Linked DNA regions of Mus musculus: region 1 is linked to region 2. Evidence: chromatin contacts called from public promoter capture Hi-C data. All regions are on one chromosome and are shown on one strand. Each heading gives the region's core, a stretch centred on a gene start, on an enhancer-like site or on the middle of the called end of the contact. The rest is flanking DNA. Distances are from core to core; before and after follow the strand shown.

Region 1 (3,654 bases), core at 671-3,170, 1.3 Mb after region 2:
TGTGGTTGACTGCCTTGGGTCATTTTGACAGGGCAAAGTTAAAACCTTTTCCTCTAGCCCAGCAGTTCTCGGACTTGTGGGTTGCAACCTCTTGGGGGCGGGGACTGGGGAGTCACATATCAGATATCCTGCATATCAGATATTTACACCACTATTTATAAAAGTAGCAAAATTACAGGCACAAGTAGCAACGAAATGGTTTTATGATTGGAGGTCACCACAACATGGAGGAACTATATTAAAGGGTCACAGCATTAGAACGGTTTAGAACCACTGCCCTAGTGGATGTCTGGTTACACAAACATTCAGGAATTAAATGTGCCATTCCAGCATGTCTCCTCCTCAGGGCGTCCTGTAAAGCTTTGAAATGATTTGACTTAATCAGCAATGAAACCTGAAGGTACCGAAGGACAATATCTCGTCATCTTTTGAAGAAGGGGTCACGCTTGAGAGCCATGAAAAGCACCTAGAAAACCCCAAGGGGGAACGCATTTGATGTTGTACCATCCATACACCATTAAAACCCAGTTTATTGTTAGATGCTGGAAACACCGTGTTAAGACCTTTATTATTGATATATTAGCCCTTCCTCCCTTGAATACCTGCTGCTCTTCCCTTTTAAAGTAAGAGGATTGTAGCCAATGTGTTCAATCCTAAACAGCCTCTGACTAGGAAGTTATGATATTTCACGTCTTTTATCTTCTTCAAACAGTATCATTACCTTTTCTTTCTATATGAAAAAGGGGAATTTATAATTTTCTCTGCATGTTTATACTATAAAAGAAACAGAGACTTTCATCAGTTAGCCTAACCCTAGATGACATCATTAAAAGAACATTTTACAGTGCATGCCTTGGTTGCTTGTTGGTTTTCTAGAACACTTCAGTTATGACTGAGTGCCCAGTTTTTTTCTTTTCATACCTTTCCCCAAGGTGAGAAACAAAGTTGCTCTATTTTTCCAAAATATCACTACCTTCTGTCTAGTGCTTCTAGAGTTCTGTTGGAAAGGCACCTTACTTCCTGCTCTGTTCTTAAAACCACCACTGGACGTGTTAGAGATGCAGGTAAGTGAAGGATGCCTTGAATAGCCTCAGATACTTTAGGGTTCTGTCCTGATCCTGTGAGCAGCCCCCCTGTTGGAAACCCACAGAGTCCCTTCCTGGAAGCCTGGAGATGGTTTTAAGCCAGTCGAAGCCTATGGGATCATTTGCTCTGATATCTGATAAGCAAATAAAATAAACAGACTGTTGCCCAGGAGGGAACTGGTTTCTGTTGTCTCTGTTCAGGTCTCTGAATGGGCCCCATTGTTTATTTATTGTGCTTTTCACAAGTGCTAATAAGCTCACCCTTGTTTTACTAATAGCTTTCTTCTTAAGTGGCTTGACATTTCAGTTAACTGTCAATAGCCTCAATGTTTTTCTTTAAATTGGGTCAGACTAACTGGTTTGTTTAAAAGTTAGGCAGCCTTATATAAATTGTGGCATATAAAACTAAGGAACATTTATTAGGCATTTTAAAATTTGTTTCCCTAGTTACAAAATGTAAGGTCGCGATAGAAACTGTGCTTTTATATTCTTTCTTGTGCTAGTAAAATTAAGTAATTGAATGCAGATTGTAGAACCTGTTGAATAACTAAGTTAGTTGAAAGTTTTTAGTTAAAGCCTGCTAGATATGTGGACACATTTCACTTTTAAATGTTTCAAGTCATAGCATGAAGAATTTAGATGAGCAAACCTGTACTTAAGGCAATGTTTTCCTTTCAGATTTTTATTGCATTAATTTTAAAAGCCATAAATAAGAAAAAAAAAGTCTTCATTAGTGGAAATGAAACTGAAACTAAAGTGGAGTGTTGACCTTGTACTAGGAGTTAACATCTGCAAACCAAGGCCCTGGTCTGCACAGAAAGAGGCAGAGTTGGGGAAGCAAGGCCCAGTACACTGGGAAGTCTCCTCAAGTGACCAAACACTGCAATAACAGGAGAGCCATCAAATCATTCAGTGGGCAGTCTTAAATGTAATTAGCCGTGTAAGTAAAATCAAAGACAGTCTAAGGAGTAAAATCTAGGAAAGGATTATTACAATATCCCAGTGAAGGTGTCTGCAAACCCTTCAAGTGAGCTGCACACGTTTAGTCACAAGAAGATACTTCTACTTACAGAAGACAGCATAGTGCTAGGCAAACCAGCAAACAGGGCTGGTGAAGTGGCTCATTAGATAAAGGCAGTTGGGACAAAGCTTGGCAGCCCTTTGATCCACATGGTTGAAGGGGAAGACCACCTCCAGAAATTTGGCCTCTCTTTTTAACATGAGTGCATACTATGGGGTACGCACACACACACACACACACACACACCATAAATAAGTTTCTAAAAAATATTTTTGAAATGTGAATGGATGGAGCTTGAAATAATCACTGTAATTAACGTAACTGACCAAGATCCAGAAAATCAAGCAATGGGTGTTTTCTTGGGCATGTGGATGATAGCTTTGACAGCTGTAGCTCTTGCTATACAGCTGATTTATGCTAATTAGAAAGCTGACCCTCATTTCTTCTGATTTATCTGATACTAAAATCCTTATGATGACTTACCACTGCAGCTTGATTTTCTTAGAGTGTTGATGCCAGTCAGTACCCTCAAGATGAGGATACGTCGACATTTAAAGAGGATCAAACTGAGTGACTGACCTGTCACTCAGTGACAGTGGCTGCACAGTTAGTTAATGACAGAGCTGCTACCTTATCTCGGCAAGGTCTCAGGAAATGTTTCTGGCACAAACAACTGAGTAAATTAATGTCCTTGGTTTAGACTCAAGCATTTATAGACTTGACTTAACATTTCCTTACTCTGAGGCAGGCAACAGCGTTTGATTCCTAGGTCTGGGGAGCATTTACCATTTACCAGTGAAATTTCTCTTTCGAAGAAAAGCCTTACAGTTGTGCATCTTTGGAGCTGAAAGAGAAGATATTGCCCAAACTAAATTAAATGGACCTTGAGCTCAGCAAATGTTTATTAATTTACATTGTTTTATTTTAATTTGATGATTGATAATTGCCTTTGGTTTCACATATGACTTTAAAATATTAACACTGCTTTTAAAAATCCAACTCGGCGTAAAGAGAGAGCACTATGTAAGGTGTGTACAATAATGCTCTTTAAAGAGTGGGGGCGTTCTAGAAGGACATCCACGGTGTTGCCTTGCCTTTAGCTGTGTTACTTGGGTCTCAAATGGTCTTCACTTGGTCTCGTGGCTCACAACTTTATTGTGATATGTGATATGGATGGCCTGATAGGAAGCAGCGAATGTTGTGTTGTTATTGGATGTTGATGTTATTACATCAGTCAGGTTTTTGCAGTTTCAGTAAACCTTGGACACTTAAAAACTGTTGATGCTTTATGTGACATTAGAGGTTGTGTGTATGTGTGTAAGACTTACTTTATATAAAACTATTTGAATATAAGTATATATTTTTGCAGAATGTTCAGCTTGTTGGCATCTGAGAGTACATTGTCTTGGATGGTGGTAACACAATGTTTGAAATGTTTTAAAAGTAAAATCTTAGTGTCTTAAATTGTTTATCAAAATTATTTATTTATTTGTTTGTTTTTCAGTTGGAAAAAAATCCTTATTTCTTTATTTTTTTCCAAGCCTCTCC
Region 2 (3,339 bases), core at 227-2,726:
AGTTTTTAAAAATAAGGGCACAGGACCAAGAAATTTTGATATTTATAGAGAACAGAAGATTTGGAATTTTTTGTTCTTGTTACTTTTATGTTACTTCAAGTGTCTGCATGTTTCCTTGGTGTGGATTCGTCAGCTACAGTGCTTTCTAATCTCTTTCATACACTCTACTGGATCTAATGTTTAAACACGTTAAAAGCTTAAAACCTACTTGTTAACAGAGCAGTTGTCAGTGACAATTAAAAAAAAAATCTCTCTGTTAAAGTCTGTATGGTATAGGTGTATCCATATAAACACATGAGTCTCTTTTGTTTTTACTTTTTATCCCTGGGAGGGGCGAGTATCAAATGCACATCTGTTTGAGGAACTCACTCAGGAAAAGCCAAACTGCAAACAAAATAATTTCCTTGGAATGGGGCTGACACCCATCTCCAAATACTCCTCAACAATTTGGTATGAACTCCATCTTCTGGTACACGGAATTACTTTTTCTTCCAAGTCTCCCAATTATTGTATTTCAAGTCAAATGTCTCTAGACTACTCACCTCCGAGTTATCTAAATTCATGTTTGCATTCGCTGATATTAGGGACCTCAGGCACTGCTGATTTTGTCACCATCTCATACAGTCTGCGGACACGGTTTAGAAAAATTTAACCTACACCATCATGCTCCAAACCCAACACAATCTATCAAGTACTGACTGCATTCTGCATATAGTCAAGATATTTATTACTGAGCTGCGGGAACCTTTTCATACAGGCAGAACCTTAATTCACAATAGATTCAATGCTCCAAAATCATAGAGCCTAGGAATACATCCGGCTACTTTTTCTGCACCTCAACTTGCTCCAGGAACTGTAGTTATGGAGGTGACCTCAAATGCCTCCATGATAGGTGACTTCAAGCCTCCAAGTGCTGTCGGGAAGGGAGGTCACTGGTGATTTCGTTAATACAGGCATCATACACGGGCATGGCGTGGAGGCAGTACTTCTTCCCCACGCGCTGGGCGCCTCACACAGCGAGGACTTGGAAAGTGCTTTACAAGATGCATGCGACAGTGAGTTCAGGAACGAGCCGCGTCGCTCCTACCTCAGCACCTACTCCCCGGCATTAACCCGTTGGGTCGGTCGCCCGGGAAAGGAACCCTTCCCGGGGCCGCCTCGCGCCGCGCAGGCGCACGCCGGCCGCGGGTCACGTGCCAAGGCCTGACGCCCCGCCCCGGCCCGCCCCGCGCCGCGCCGCGCTCTCCACCGCTGCCCCCACGGGGGCGGCGCGCGAGGATGGGACGGCGGCGGGAGGGTTACCTGTGAGGCGGGCGAACCCGGTGATGCTGTCGGGGACCGGGAGCTGCTTGAGGTAGGCGGGCAGCTGCACCTTCACGATGCGGGCCACGCTGTCCAGGACCATCCTGCCGCCGGCGGCGTCCGCTGCCCGGCTGCTGCGCTTGCGTGAGAGCGGAAGCGGCCGGCGGGCTCGCGGGCTCGGGCGGGAGGTGGCCCGCCGGGCCGCGATTGGCGCGCGGCGAGTGACGTGCGCGCTGCGGAGCGGAGCCGAGCGCAACGCAGCGCCCAGCGTACGGAGCCCGGCCTGTCCTCGGCTCGGCTGCGGGGGTGGGCGTCCGCTTTCGACCCTTGACGTCTGCGGAAGCGGGTGGCCGGGTTTTGAAAGAAACCCAAAGTTACCCACTGATTGTTTTTTCCTCCGCAACTTTAGTCAGTTCTGCCCAAGCAGTCAAAGGCTTTTCTTTTTAAAGGGGGGAAATGTGTTTGCCCCCCACCCCCTTTTTTAGACAGTCATGTAACCCAGCCTGAACTGACATTCAGGAGGCTGATAACTATGAGTATCTTCATCTTCCAAATGCTGGGATAACCACGCTTGTCTTGTGGAGTTTCTGTGACACGGGGCTTACGTCTTGTAAAATGTAAAGGTATTGGAGTGGTTTTACTTACCTATCTTGGCTGAGGTTAGAATAGCCAGGGTAATGCATTCGCTGTGGAGTTAAGGGCTTTTGACCCAGGAGCCTACTGTTGAATAGCAAGCTAGTCAGATGAGCAGGCTTGAAGGTCACTGAGGATGGACCGACCCCAAGTTCAGTCTGCAGCTTACAATCCTCGGAACTGAAACTGCAACTCTGATTACTGGTCAAAAAAAAAAAAAAATCTCTGGCCTTGGTGAAAACATGACATTCTAAACTGAGCCAAAGATCTTAAGTTTGCTATCTGGTGCTGAAAAGGAGAGCTTTCTGGGAAGAATAAAGGTGTAACCACTGTTCTCCCTCCTTTATGAGTTCATCCAAATGGGCCTATCAAGGAAATCGGAAAATTGTCTATTCAAGAGACTTAAATAGTACAAAGCCTACTTAAAAAACATGTCACAACACCATAGTTTAGCTGTTATCCACTGTCACCTCATGAAATTGTTCACCTCTATAGTGTTCCCTTTGGTCTCTTCTCCCCTTTGTGAGTACCCTACTTTATCATTTAATAAACTCTTGTCTTCACTATCCTGTGTCTCGTTTAAATTCTTTAAACAGACCACAAGTACTAGAGCTAAGGGAAGGCCAGAGCAAGTACCTGGTAAAAGTATCCTGGAAACTTGACATCAGTGTTCTGTAACATTCAGCATTTGGTATGCCCACGTAACATCGAGCTGTAATCAGCTTTATTTTTTTGTTGGTATTTTAAGTTTGAAAAGTAAACTGTTGGGGGGGGGTGGGTATGGGGGACCTTTGGGATAGCATTGAAAATGTAAACGAGGAAAATACCTAATTTAAAAAAAAAATCTAAAAAAAAAAAAAGAAAAGTAAACTGTTCTTTGAACTGTTTAAATTTAACTCTGATCATTTTTTTCACTAAAACACTAAAAAGAAAAGTAGCAGGTGATGAAAAGTTTTTTTAAAATTACTATCATTTTTAACCTGATCAGATTGACCAAGTACAATTGGATAATTGAAGGTTTTTGGATATAGAACATGTCTATGAGCTATGGCATAGCAAATGATACACCAAAAAGTGGTGATTTAAAAGATTACTGTTTCCATTAGGATTTCCATATTTCCATTCCTTTTGGGAGGTTAGGTTTTTTGTTTATTTGTTTTGTTTTGTTTGTTTTTGTCTGAAGGAAAAAAGGTCCCAAAGTTGTTTGTCTTAAAAGGAGTGAAATTTAAGCATTCTTGCCCTCTGAACTGTATTACCTCTGCTAATCAGGTATACCGTCCTTGTGGAAATGGTTGAAGTAGGAGGTAAGTTGAACATAGGGTACACTGAAGAATGTCTGCGAAAGGACATTGGATATTTCTTTTAATTCATCATGACAAGGACAAAATAGGCTATGTTGAATGA

Evidence for each region. Promoter capture Hi-C pulls out the DNA fragments that hold promoters and counts their contacts.
Region 1: a promoter capture Hi-C map of liver shows a contact between it and region 2, with 2.4 times the contacts expected there. The contact joins the enhancer-like site here to the promoter of Cisd2 in region 2. A contact is called at or near these places in 4 of 39 promoter capture datasets (the C10 cell line, liver, neutrophils and 1 more), 1 of 115 datasets of contacts at active chromatin or transcription factors (astrocytes) and 1 of 9 other capture datasets (adipose tissue).

What each region holds. Positions count from the first base shown.
Region 1 is chr3:136,706,546-136,710,199 of GRCm38.p6, forward strand. The region is part of intron 1 of Ppp3ca (protein phosphatase 3, catalytic subunit, alpha isoform); the gene reads left to right. Among named protein-coding and RNA genes, the nearest start is that of Ppp3ca, 38 kb to the left of the region's middle. Within about 2 kb of position 1,921, at least 58 of the 459 cell types and tissues checked have an H3K27ac peak or open chromatin away from gene starts, as enhancers often do. A contact at or near this core is called in adipose tissue, liver and pre-B cells, where this site is marked.
Region 2 is chr3:135,421,957-135,425,295 of GRCm38.p6, forward strand. It overlaps Cisd2 (CDGSH iron sulfur domain 2), which reads right to left and starts at 1,477. Exons shown (of 3, transcript NM_025902.3): 1 at 1,303-1,477. The coding sequence starts at 1,405.